Linked DNA regions of Mus musculus: regions 1 and 3 are each linked to region 2. A link is a contact called in public Hi-C and promoter capture Hi-C data. All regions are on one chromosome and are shown on one strand. Each heading gives the region's core, a stretch centred on a gene start, on an enhancer-like site or on the middle of the called end of the contact. The rest is flanking DNA. Distances are from core to core; before and after follow the strand shown. Region 1 overlaps Rgs3 (regulator of G-protein signaling 3). Region 2 holds the start of Wdr31 (WD repeat domain 31). Region 3 overlaps Fkbp15 (FK506 binding protein 15).

Region 1 (4,601 bases), core at 1,858-4,357, 160 kb after region 2:
ACCTCTGTTCCACAGAACCGGGGACTACTACTAAAGGGAAATCGTACACCGGCCTGGGCAAGAAGTCTCGGCTCATGAAGACAGTGCAGACCATGAAGGGCCACAGTAACTACCAAGACTGCTCAGCCCTGAGACCGCACATCCCGCATTCCAGTTACGGCACCTATGTCACCCTGGCCCCTAAAGTCCTGGTGTTCCCTGTCTTTGTGCAGGTGAGCCTGTGGCACACCCCAGGGGTCCCCTCAGGAGGAAGTGAGAACAGTAAGGGACCTTGGTTCCAGGAACAAGGGTGTAAACTCATCCAGGATTCAGGGCCCTCTCTGGGGACAGAAAAATAGTTTCCTAGTCTGGAGGTTATAAGGGAAGCAGACGTTTCCAGAAGGCTATGTGGAAAAGTGTGGAGCCATGAGAGGGTCCTTGCCCTCCCTTCCCAGCTCCCTCATCCTCTGGGGCCGGGACAGGTGCACTACAGAGTCTGGCAGTGATGTCGGCTGCCTCACCCAGAGGCACTTATGTGTGAAACTGACTGAGGGAGAGAGACTGTGTGGCTGGTCCCTCTGCTCAGGCAAATGCATCAGGATAGCAGTAGTGGTGCAGGAGCACAGAGCAGAAAGTCACGGGAGTCACACACTTCACCCCCTCCCCCTCCCCCCCCCCCGTAATCTCCCACTTCTTCATGTCTCCCCTTCCTCCTTCCCCTCTTCCTGCCAATGAGTTAATAAGCATCCAGAGTCTTGGGTTCCGGTAGAGCATTTCCAACCATGATTTGCCGTCTTCCCCCTCTTCTCCCACACCCCTGCCCCTGGTACGTCTCTGCTGTCATAACGTCTTTTCCACCCTTGTGTCTTCTGTGTTCTATACCCCTCTTTCCTCAACAACGCTCCTCTCCTCTTGTGGTTCTTTTTCTGGCTCTATGGCTCATACCTACACACACACACACACACACACACACACACACACACACACACAGACATACATACACACACATAAAATAAAAGTATCGAAAGCTAGATTCTGTATATGAGAAAGCATATACTATATGTTTTAGATCTGCCCATTTTATGCAAATGCTATAATTAAATTTTTATGGCTGGATATAAGACCATTGAATGTATATACCTCATTTTCAAGATGAGCTTGTTTTTTTTTAAAAAATAAGTAGATAGTTACCATACGACCCAGTCATGCTACTACTGAGCAAAGGACTTTATATCCTAGACAAAGATCCTCGAATGTCTGTGTTTATTGCTGCTGTGGCCAAAATACTAAGGGACTAACAGCTTAGACAGCCTATTCACATGGTGAATAGGTAGTAAACATGTTCTGTATTTCTTTCCTCTCAGATCTTTATTTATTCTGCCCCTTGGATATCACTTTATGGCCCTTTAGGTCGTTCACACATTTTTTTAAATGTAAGAAGCTCTTATTTCCCCACCATGTTGTTCTCCACCCCCTCCCCACACACACTTTCCCTTTTCTTGCAGTGCTGGGGACCATACCCAAGGCTTTGCTCGTGCTGTCCCCAGACAAGCACTGAGCTATGCCCACAGTCCTTGGCTTTGTAGACAGCCTTTCACTATGTAGCTCAGGATGGCCCAACTCGATCCTCCGTCCTCAGTGACCCAAGGACTAGGGTCATAGGTGCGTGCTACCTGCCTGGTTATTTTTGGTTTTGTCTTTTAATTTTTATTACAAATTAAGTCTGGTGAGCCACCCCAGTAGGGAAAGGTGCATGCCGCTGAACCTGACAACCTGAATTTGATCCCTGGGGCCTGTATGGCAGAAGGACAGAAATGACTTCTGCAAGTTGTCCTCCTACTTTCACACCCATTGCATCCACATGCCTGTTCCACATATACGTCTCTGTGTGTGTGTGTGTGTGTGTGTGTGTGTGTGTATGTGCGCGCACACGCATGCATACATGCCTACTCCCACGTGTATATATGTGTATGTGTACATGCCTGCTCCACATATTATGTATTTTTGCACATACACACCTATAAGAGTAGTACAGTTTTTAAATTTGTAAATTATGTTTTGAGGGTTTGTTGTTTTGTTTTGATTTTTAGTATTTTGGAGAAAGGGTATCTATATAACCCTGGCTTTCCTCAACCTCTCTGTAGACCAGTCTGGCCTCGAATTCACAAAGATCAGTCTGTCTCTGCCTTCTGAGTGTTGGGGTTAAAGGTATGTGTCACCACCATTCCCAGTTTTAATTGGTTTTTAAAATTTTAAAAACTGAAAAAATTTAAACTGTGAAACACTCAAGCCAGAAAGTGGTTGGTGCATGCCTTAGGAGGCAGAGGCCAGCTGCTCTACAGAATGAGTACCAGGACAGCTGGGAAGCTGAGACTACACAGAGAAACCCTGCCAAAAAAGAAAGAGTGGGGAGCAGGGTGGGGTGGGGGAGAAAGACTTAAGATAAGAATGGCTTAAGACTTACATATGCCAAACAGAGAATCAGAGTGAATACCTACCGAATAGCCGGTAGCTGTCCACATAGATGCTGTCCACATCGATGCTGTCCACACAGACGCTGTCCCACCTCTTCCATATTACGGCGCGCTCCCTTCCCACCAGAGACCTCCCCACCTTGCTTGATGACTGACCTCCCTCTGCTTTCTGTCAGATTTCCCCATCTGTTTATGCATAGCCTATGTTTGAAGTTTCATCCGAGCTGTAGTACACAGTTGATGCCTATCTTGTCATCTTTCTACATCCCTTGCTTAAGGTCAGGGACTTGGTGGTGGGGGGGGGGGATGTGTGATAAATGTACACTCCCAAGGACAGGTGTCCCTTTGAGGAGGGTCAGGCAGAGTTTGGGCACGTTCTTTGAATCGGACAGGACAGGGTGGTGGGACTAGAAGTCTGAGTAGGAATCAGTTGCTGAGATGAAGGAGTCAGTTGGCTCAGCCTGGGACCTGAGCAGGGCGGGGATCCGCCTGGCCTTGAAGAGACTTGAGTGGCCATATCTCTTGGCATAGGGCCCTCAAGATGCCTCGTGGGCCTGACAGCAGAGACCTCCCTCTGAGGCACACACAGAATGGAGGCGAGCTGAGTGCTGGAGCCCCAGGGTGGGGGCGGACATCAGGGGAGAACTGCAAGGCCCTGAGCCTGTGGCTGAACTTCCTGTAGAGAGAGCAGCTCTTTTGATCAGGCCTGGCTGGGCCGAGCTAGAGCAGAGTCTTTCTCTTTCCATTGCGGGCGGGCGGGCGGGGGCGTGAGGGTGCGTGGGGTCAGGGGTAGGGAGGAGGAGGGCAGGCAGTCTTGTCTTCTCCTCTGCTCTGGCTTTGGCAAGCTGCCCTTTGCATCCCACTCAGCGTGACTAGTTTTTCAGCCCCTAGATCTCTGTAACCCTGCCCGGACTCTCCTGCTGTCGGAGGAGCTGCTGCTGTATGAGGGGAGGAACAAGACTTCCCAGGTAAGACCTGCACAGCCCTGCTGGAAACCAGCTGTGTTTCCTTCCCTCACTTTCTCTCTTCCTTTGGAGCACTAGACAGCCTCAGGGTGGAGACCTGAAACTCTTCCAAAAGCCTTATGGAGAGGTCACCCAGCTCTTGTTTACCGGCTAGTTACAATCTCTCTCTCTCTCTCTCTCTCTCTCTCTCTCTCTCTCTCTCTCTCTCTCTCTCTCTCTCTCTCTCTCTCAAGGTTGATCATTAGTATGGTCAAAGCATACCTCTAGTCTCTAAAAAGACATCTCATTGTTTATCCCAGGAGGAGAAAAGATAACAGTTTATCCCAGCTGAGATAAGCAACCCTGAAGATTAAAGTCTAGCCAAAGAGAATCCTTAGAGGAATGTTGGAGTCTTTCTATAAAGAACCCAAGCCCAGACCCCCTTCTGAGAGCTCAGTCTATGGCCACCCTCCATTACCCTCCCCCAGCTCTAGCCTTGTCCACAGGGGTCAAGGGATAGGTCATTCTTCCTGGGAACCAGCTTATCTCTAGCTGGGAGGACATCCCTCACCCACACAGTGGAAAGGTCAGAGAGCTTGGACATCGGAAGTCTGTATCCAGCCCCAGCTCTGTCACTGGCTTCTGGTGACTTCTGCCATCCTCATCACCCTTACCATCTGAGCAGTGGGTCTGTGCGTGCTTGGGGCAGAGGGCAGGGTCTGAGGTTAGCTCCTTGTAGCTTTATCCTCCTGGACACTCTGGGCAACTGGAGCTAACACCGGAAGTTGGCTTTGCTTGTGTTTTGTTGTAAGCAAGCAGATCAGGACACCTATGTTCCACACGAGTATTGTCTCTTTAAGGAGGGCTCCCCAGGGAGGCTGTGTGCTTGTCCCTCCCCTGACTGGTGACTTGTCTTGTTGTATAGGACTCAAGGGCATGAGATGGTGGAGGAGTCAGTCATTAAGGATTGGCCTGGGACAGTAGCTCTGCATTTGTTGTCTTAGGCCAAAGAAGGTTAATAATGGATATGGCCGCTTGAAAGTATGGAAAAGCAGGATATAAGCATTATTCAGAAAGATTGGAAAGTAAGCAAAACTGGAAAGAGGAGTGGGGGTCCCCAGGGAAGAAAAATCCCCTGGCTTTCCTTCCTTTAGGTTTTATGAAGCAATGACAGAAACTAGACAGACAGACAGAAGCCAGTGGT
Region 2 (4,210 bases), core at 817-3,316:
TTACCCCCAAAGCAACCAGATCTTCTTGGTGAGCTGCTGTATTTGATGATCTGTAGTTCATTCAGCCTTCGGAAACAAGTCAGACAGCCACTTCCTAATCTCTGTAATTAACGAAAGGACGCTTAAGTTAATCTCCCCTCTGTCTAAGCATATGTTTGCACCAGAGAGATTTACAAGTGTAAATAGGAGCCTCGTTTAATTGAAAAAAATTATTACTGTAGTTTTCCTCGTTAAGAAATAGCACACAAATTTCCAAGATTATATGAACGTCAATTTTCTATTAATAGAGCAGAGTATATCATGATGTTAACTACACATCTATTTCTCTGCTGCATGAGAGATGGCATCCTAAATTAAAGAGCAAGATTAGCCAGAAGCTCTTTACAGGGTACAACATAACACTCTGTGGTTTTTGACTGTTTGTCTTTTGGGGACAAAATCTTTTTCTGTATAGCCCAAGCTGGCCTCCAACTCAAAATCCTCCTGCCTCACAGGCTCATGTGACCAGACCTCAAAATAATGGTCTTTTTAAACTACCTAACAAGACCATCCAAAAAATATCTCTGAAGGCTCATCACCCTGCTTCAACCCACAAAGGCTGGAAGCACTTGGAAAGGTGCTGAAAGGTCATGATGGCTCTGGATGCCCTGTGGGTTTCTGGGGGAAGCAGATCTACATCTGAACCCCTGATCTGTCTCTGTCCAAATCTGCTTTCCAAAGGCCTACATTAGATAGAGCTCAGAAAATCCTCTTTCGGTTATGTAGTACACAATTCCTTTATAGCCTTTGATACAACTGTGATCCATAGAGCTAACTTGCTGTCATGGGGGCAGAACTGAGTGAAATGAATCTTATTTCAGTAGACTTTTCTCATCCTGTCTGTAGACACACACACACACAAAGATTCAAAACAACAACAACAACAACAAAAAACCTCTCATATGATCCTAGTGACTTGAGATGTCTTATACAAACATTTGCAGTCTGACACAGTATTAACCCAAATATTGAAGAAATGACGCTGTAAAATGTACTACTTAGCAAGGTAGTGAGATGCCCCTTGCCTCTTCACCTACCATGAATCACACAAGACTGAGCAAGTTCCCCGTGACTTGTTATCGAAAAGAACTCTTCCCACTCGGGTTTATTCTAAGAATGTGCCTACTAGGCCTGACTTTTCTTGTGATATATTCTTTTTAATAAATCTCTGTGTATGTGTTCTGGCCTAGCAAGTATGATCACTGAGACTTTTAACATGGCGCTAGTTGTGTACATGATTATTATTATTTTTTTTTTTTTTTTTTGAGACAGGGTTTTACTGTGTAGCCCTGGCTGTCATGGAACGAACTCACTCTGTAGACCAAGCAGGCTGTCCAAGAACTCAGAGATCTGCCTGCTTCTACCGCCTCAATGCTGGGACTAAAGGCATGCACTGCCACTTCCCAACTGGTATAAATGATTTTTTTTTTAAATCCACGCTCTCTTCCCAAATCTTTCACATGGATGTCTATCTAACCTATACTCTCTGTGACTAAGACATCTACACCAGTGTTCAAAGATTAACAAACGACTCGCAGAAGCTTATAGGAGGTGGACTGGTTTGACTCTAATGATAATGTAAAGGAAAAGATTCAGACAGTAAGAGGATTTACAAGACACCCGGTCTCACTGAGGGTCGGCGCTAGATCAGAACTCCCAACGTTGAGGACCATCAGCGTGCAGTTCTTTGTTGTCTTGTTTGTTTTCTTTCTGGCCCTTCAGATTATAAATGCTCCTACTCCTGTCCATTATCTGAACTGCTAAAGCTTACTTTCATGTGCACGTGCCAGGGGAGGATTACGCCAAGATGGAAGCAGGTGAAACCAGGTCCTACACATACCCTCCCAGACCTCCTCCTCACTTCGGGTGGGTGGCTGGCTACCGCTGGGGAGAGCGCGAAGATGCCCCCCGATGCTCCCTCTCTCCCACCTCGGGCTCCATACCCACCGGTGGGCTAGCACCGAGGCCCGAAAGCACGGGTAGCAGGCATCCTTAGCTTCCACAGGTTCCCGCGCCTCCGCCCCTAGCAACCAGGCGCGCGTCGCTAGGGCGGGAGTTCCACCTAAACGCTCCGGGCGTCCACGGCAGCCCCGGAACCCAGGTTCCACGTGCCGGAAGTCCCTCAGGGGCCGAGCCGAGAGAGCGTATTTTCCTTTTCTAATTTGATGGTATGTGAATATTCTATGCAGGGGAGGTTTGTGCTTAACCACGCTACATGAACATGAAGCACCTGTATCCTCCAAGAAAAGCGGTGATATCTGTCGTAGCCACAGCGAGTAAGCGATTAATAAGTGTCACTTTGTAATTATTATTCGCCCAGAAAATTTATTTTAAATGTCCCTGAATATAGACAGAGATTTTCTCCATTGAACATTTCCCAAACATCTTAATCCATTCCTCTCATTTGGCATGTGTGTGTTTATTTTTACTAATTTTTCTAAATAGATAAAGTAATGAGTTTCAAATATATGGAAGGTTTTGATTGTGCCGTTCGCCTTTGTGTGGGGACCATGTTAATTTGTTTTCTGTGTCAATCCACTTTTTAAAAAACGGTTTGAAAATAACTTATTTTATAAGTGTGAGTGCTTTATCTGCATATACATATATATATATATATATATATATATATATATATATATATATATATATAATTTGTGTGCCTACTGAGTTCTAATCCTACAGAACGTGAGTTACCGATGGTTGTGAGCTCGATGGTTGTGAGCTGCCCTGTGGGTTTTGGGAACTGAACCTGTGTCTTCTGCAGGTGCTATAAGTGCTCTTAACCGCTGAGCCATCTCTCCAGTTCCTATATTGTTCCAATTTTAACACATGTGCTGCCAAACTGAATACTTTTCACTTTGTTTTTCATCAAACTGGGATGAGCCAGCACCACAAACAAAAAGACTGTCAGTACCTTCTTCAGATTCAAATGGGAAGGTACTAACAAAAGACTAACATCTCGAGAGATGACTTAGCGGTTAAGAGATCCTGAGTTCAATTCCCAGCAACCTCATGACAGCTCATAACCATGTGGGATCTGATGCTCTCTTCTGGAACACAGGTGTGCATGTTCTAGCTCTACAGGTAGAGCACTCATATTCACAAAATAAATAAATCTTTTAAAAAATAGTTGTTAGGTAAATTTTGGAGTCAGTGTATAACCCATTGCTATGGCAAAATACTAGCAGTAGAATAGACTTCTACTGATTTCTACAAAATACTGTATTTCTACAAAATACTGGCAGTAGAATAGACTTCTACTGATTTGGGTCAAGTACAAACTAAGGTGTTAGAGTCTACTCCCAAAGCACTCTGTTCTGGGATACAACCACTTTGAGAAATGCTTCTGGCATCTGATCCTTCCAAACTGGTATCTGTAGTCACACTTGTCCCGGAGCCTCATCTGTCTTCCGCCTACTTCTTGCTCTTCTCCATCTGACTATCTAAAAGACACCTCTTCCTTGACATGACTCACAGACATCATCTTCTGCCTAAACCTGTTCTTTTCTTTCTCTAAACACTGGGCATTACCACCCATTAATCACTCAAGCCACAAACCTAGGAGTCATTTGTAACTGCCTCTCAGGAGCAATCCTCTGTTGCAGGATATTTGATCACACTGTGAACTGGGAGACTGGATTGTTTCTGGGGAAAAAAAAATCTGTTTCTAGTTGTGGTGTGGCTCACCATTAGCACAATTCTTTAGACCCTATGCCCAGAATACAGACACACCCTTAGTACACACCTTTAATCCCAAACAATAAAGCTAGAGTTAGTTTGTAGAAGGAAACTCTTTATGTTTAAAAGTGATGTTTGAGTGACAGACAAAGTGACAAATCAGAAAAAGATTTGACAAAACAGGATATGCCCAACTCTCAGAAGAAGAGAGAGGAAAGAGAAGCTACTTAAGAGAGAACAGTACACAGAGAGAGCCAGAAAAAAAGGAGGCAGTTTTACTGGAAGAATTTTACAAAGAAAGGTTAAAGAGAGAACGAGTCAGACACAGATAAAAACAGAGCGAGGCAGAGAATGAGAAGGAGCTAGTAGATTAGAACAGATTGTCAAAGTTAGTATAAAGCCAAGCAGAGCAATTTAGGAGAGGCCAAGAGGGAGAAGCCAGATTGAATCAGTCAGCTTGCAGAGGAGTTTGAGCCAGAACAGCTGAGTTGAA
Region 3 (4,190 bases), core at 1,421-3,920, 140 kb before region 2:
GTTTAGTTTCTTTTGAAGGAAAAAAAAGGTTATTTTTCAAAGTTCCTAACTAAGCCAGCCAGTTTCTGAGATTTTTCATAATGCTTCTCCCCTGCTAGATTCTTTTTTAATTTAAAGTTGCTTTTTAAAATCTATATGTATGTGTGTCTACATTATCTATGTATGGACAAATATGGGGGGGTTCCAAGCCACCCAATATGGTGGGTTCTTAACAGTTGAGTCATCCATTGCTCAGCCTCTAGATTCTGTTTTGTTTGTTTGTGTTTTCAGACATGGTTTTATGTAGCTCAGGCTGGCCTTAAAATGGCTATATAGCTGAGGATACCCTTGCATTCCTGATCCTCCTGCTTCCAGTCCTTCATGCTGGGATTACAGGCGTATGCCACCACGTACTAGATCCTGCTTATCTGCGTGACCAGAGCTCTTGTTTTTCTGAACTGAAGTATGGCAACTGTGAAAGGAAGATGAAAGCTTTGGGAATCTGCTATATGAGCTAAATGACACAGGCAAATTATATTTGCTGTATTATATGAGCTAATTAATACAGGTGAAGCCCCCAAGAACTGCCAGATTAAGTGCCTGGCACAAGGCAAATAAATGCTCAATAAACAACAACTATCATTTTAAGAACAGTCACTCTTTCCCCATAGAAACACTAGTTTATTTCCAAGAACAATATAACAACCCAAACATTAATTACTAGAAAAAAAAATCTTAGTCTGTGGCAGAGGGATTTTCCACCGTGGGAGCCTTTTCTCAGTTTTGATTCCCCTTATCCTAGTGGAGCAAAGCCTGCCCACCATGGCTCCCACATCTCCACTCAGAATCGCCTCCAGGGTGGGTAGGGCAGGAGAGACAGCTCTTGCTATCCTATGTGTACTAGTGGGAACTTTGCTAGGTGCCAGGCCCAGGCCTTTAATAAGTACTTTGCTTATTCTTGCACTTAATCTTCACAAAAACTTGCAAACAGAAAACTTTGTGTGGTTTTAGAGACAACAGAGCAGTAATTTAGGGAAAGGGAAATGACAAGCTTTGACTTGGAGAACTGCTGCTGTGTAAAAAGGAGAGAGGGATCATCTGTGTTCATATAAGAAGAACATAAATTATATCTCATGCCTAAAAGAGTTTTAAAATACTATTGCTACCTGGGGGCTGGATGTGCTGGTGCATTTAATCCCAGCTCTCAGGAGGCAAGAGGCAAGCAGATCTCTGAGAGTTTGAAGCCAGCCTGATCGTTGGGTGTGTGTGTGTGTTTGTGTGTGTGTTTGTGTGTGTATACCACCAGCCAAGACTACATAGTGAGACCTTCTCTCAAAATAACAAACAAAAAAAAATTAATTAATTAAAAAACAGTTACCTGGAAGTTCTGTGCATTTCCAGATACAGCCGAGTGAGAATCAAGGGACACAGCTTGCATCAAGGCAGCAGAGGGTGTCTGGAGCCCAGAACCAGATGGCTGAGGTGCTAAGACAAATCAAGGTATTTTTACTGTTACCCATCCTTGCTTGTTTTGTCAATGCAAAATCACAACTCTCACCTCAAAGGAGATAAGAGATCATTTATGTTGGAGCCAAGTATGTGCGAGCATGTCATGAAACCAAAGGTTCAGGTTACTCCACATCCCAAGTTCCTACACAGTAAACAGACTCATGAAGTTCTCACAAACCTAGACACTTTAAATACAGTGGTTTAAAAATATCAGGGAGGCATATTCCAGGAAGTCAGGAGATCCATTTATGGCCTCAGATACTATCTGACCACGTTCTTAGCTTTTAGTTGGTAGAGGCTAGTACTCTGTACATTCCAAAGGATTTACCTAATAGTGTTAGGCTACATACACAGAGGGGCAATAAACGGCTATTAAGTGTTGCAGGATGTTTGACACACCGTGAACCTAAGATTGTGTTATTTACTAAAAAACAAAAAACAACAACAAAAAAAAAACCCAAAAGATGGCTTTAGTTGTGGTATGGCCCAGCCTTAGCACACACCTTTAATCCAAGAACTTTCTGCTTGAATACTGTAAATAGGATTAAATAAAAACCACTATTGTTAATAACAGGTCAAGAGGCAGAGCAAGCAACCAGTTGACAGGAAGTGAACACAGAATTAGATAAGAGGGACAAGAGGACAGATAGAGAGATACATAGGAAGTAGAAGGGAGGGGCATTCAGTCTGAAGGAGGTTTTTTGAGATGGTGAGTTGGGAGGAATGAGGGATCATTCCTTCTAAGACATAGCCTGAGAAGGAAGGTCAGCTGTGTGTTCTCTCTGCCTCTGAGTTAGCATGCTTTCACCCCAGCATCTGGCTCCCAAGTCTTCACTGGTCAAATCAAAAGATTGAAACTTTGTTTATCAAACAACTAAGGGTGCTAAAGATAGCCCAAGATAAATTACAACTGGTCTGAACCTGCTGGACCCCTGCCTCTTCACAATTCTTGACGTTCTCATCAGCTAGCCAGCCTTGCAGAAGGTTCAGTGCCATGTGGGGCTCTTTCCAGGAACTTTCCTTCACACTTGTAAGTCTGAACTGGCACCCAACATTCCCATGCTTTAAACCAGACCACTTTCCTCCCAAAGCAGCCCATGGGCAGCCCAGCAAAGGTGGAAACAGTGTTCTCTTGTTCATCTGACTCAGATCCCATCAGCTGACACGAGTGTAAAACAACACATACGGAGATGTCTCAACAGCTGAGCACAGACTTCCTAAAGGGGCAAAGCAACACAGCAGACATACATCTTAGCCTCAAGTGTTCTACTCAGAGACAAACTGACAAGTCTTAGCCCCTAACCCAGGCCCCAGCACTAACAATACTAGTTAATAATCTAAGGAACACAGATGAAAATACTGATTCAACTCAAGGGCCGAGCCTTATCAAGGTTCCTTTCTTACCCTGTGAGGCCATCTGTGGTAATACCGGATGAGCTGGCTGAAGAGAAGGCTGGATAGATGGTGTCACAAGGGACTGCCCAGCTCCTCGCAGAACAGTTGCATCCTGAAAAAAACACAAGGGTTGATCACTATGTGTAGGTTTTAGCTGAAGACAGAGGCTGCCTGTCTCTAACTCGGCTCACAATACAGGATTTCTAGTCAAGAAAGAGGAAGGAAAGGCAGGCAGAAAGCCAGTTGTCAGGGATATGAGTTGTACAAAGGAAGAACTCAATTATGCAAGAGTAAGAGATCTTCTTCCTATAAATCATATCAAATAATTAATATAATCCTACAGAACCACCATCAGCTACCCAACTCTTCCACCAAGCAGTCTCAGACCTCAGAGCACCCACAGAAAACTGGACAGAGCAGAGCAAGTCACTGCACCTCACTAGCATGCTGGCTTGGTCATGTCTGTCCAGGACGCTTGTCCTAAGTCTTTTGTTGTTGTTTGTTTGAGACAAGGTTTCTCTATGCATCGTGACTGTCCTGAAACTTGCTATGGGGACTTGTTGGCCTCAAACTCCGAGATCCTCCTGTCTCTGCCTTAATTGAAAGTGATGAGCTTAAAGTGTGTGTTACCACACCCAGCTGTTAGCTCTCACTATTAAAAGATTCTTAAAAATTCATAAAACCAAAACTGTTAACTCTGAGCAAAGCTGCCCTGTATTCCTGCTTCAAGCAAAGACAAGATGTCATATGACATGAGTCATATGACTATAATTTGCTGTGCTGTGGTTCAAGGGCTGTCATCTCTGGATTATTCTTATACTTTAGAGCTTTCCCCAGCACCAAATATTGTCTTCTGGGAAAATAAGCCCACTTTTTGATAATTACTGAATTCTAAATCAACTTAAATGTCTATCAGGAGAGTAAAGGGAATTATGGTAGAGAGAAGGCCACCTAGTTGTCTTTAAAGCAATACACTTTACATATATTATTGACATTCACATAGGCATTTATGATATAACATTAAGTTTAAAAGTCAGTTTATAAAGCAATATATAAGGAAAATACCCCTTTTCTAAATATATTCTTTCATTATAAATTTTAATTATTATGCAATAAAGTAACTTTTAGTTTTTAATTAATTATATTTAAATTTTAGTTAATTATATATAAAAATAATTTTAATGAACTATATTATTCAAATTTCATTTATAGAAACCAGGAAGACAATTACAAAACAGTAAGCTTCCATTTAAAATGTTATATTTTACATCTTTCCGGGGGGTTGGGGAGGACAATACTCTAAAATA

Evidence for each region. Promoter capture Hi-C pulls out the DNA fragments that hold promoters and counts their contacts. A called contact is a pair of places that touch in the nucleus more often than the background predicts.
Region 1: a contact with region 2 is called in a Hi-C map of Th1 cells, with 1.5 times the contacts expected there. The contact joins the enhancer-like site here to the promoter of Wdr31 in region 2. A contact is called at or near these places in 2 of 484 Hi-C or Micro-C datasets (CD8 T cells and Th1 cells) and 3 of 9 other capture datasets (adipose tissue, liver and pancreatic islet).
Region 3: a contact with region 2 is called in a promoter capture Hi-C map of neutrophils, with 2.1 times the contacts expected there. The contact joins the enhancer-like site here to the promoter of Wdr31 in region 2. A contact is called at or near these places in 5 of 39 promoter capture datasets (3T3-L1-derived adipocytes, the HPC-7 cell line, hematopoietic stem and progenitor cells and 2 more) and 4 of 9 other capture datasets (adipose tissue, embryonic stem cells, liver and 1 more).

Annotation. Positions count from the first base shown.
Region 1 is chr4:62,631,109-62,635,709 of GRCm38.p6, forward strand. Rgs3 (regulator of G-protein signaling 3) reads left to right here. Exons shown (of 16, transcript NM_134257.3): 6 at 16-212; 7 at 3,338-3,421. Among named protein-coding and RNA genes, the nearest start is that of Rgs3, 14 kb to the left of the region's middle. Within about 2 kb of position 3,108, at least 90 of the 459 cell types and tissues checked have an H3K27ac peak or open chromatin away from gene starts, as enhancers often do. A contact at or near this core is called in CD8 T cells, Th1 cells and liver, where this site is marked.
Region 2 is chr4:62,468,833-62,473,042 of GRCm38.p6, forward strand. Wdr31 (WD repeat domain 31) reads right to left here and starts at 2,067. Exons shown (of 11, transcript NM_023597.3): 1 at 1,987-2,067; 2 at 5-101.
Region 3 is chr4:62,326,456-62,330,645 of GRCm38.p6, forward strand. It overlaps Fkbp15 (FK506 binding protein 15), which reads right to left. Exons shown (of 28, transcript NM_001045528.2): 13 at 2,893-2,995; 14 at 1,358-1,464. Among named protein-coding and RNA genes, the nearest start is that of Fkbp15, 32 kb to the right of the region's middle. Within about 2 kb of position 2,671, at least 43 of the 459 cell types and tissues checked have an H3K27ac peak or open chromatin away from gene starts, as enhancers often do. A contact at or near this core is called in adipose tissue, hematopoietic stem and progenitor cells and neutrophils, where this site is marked.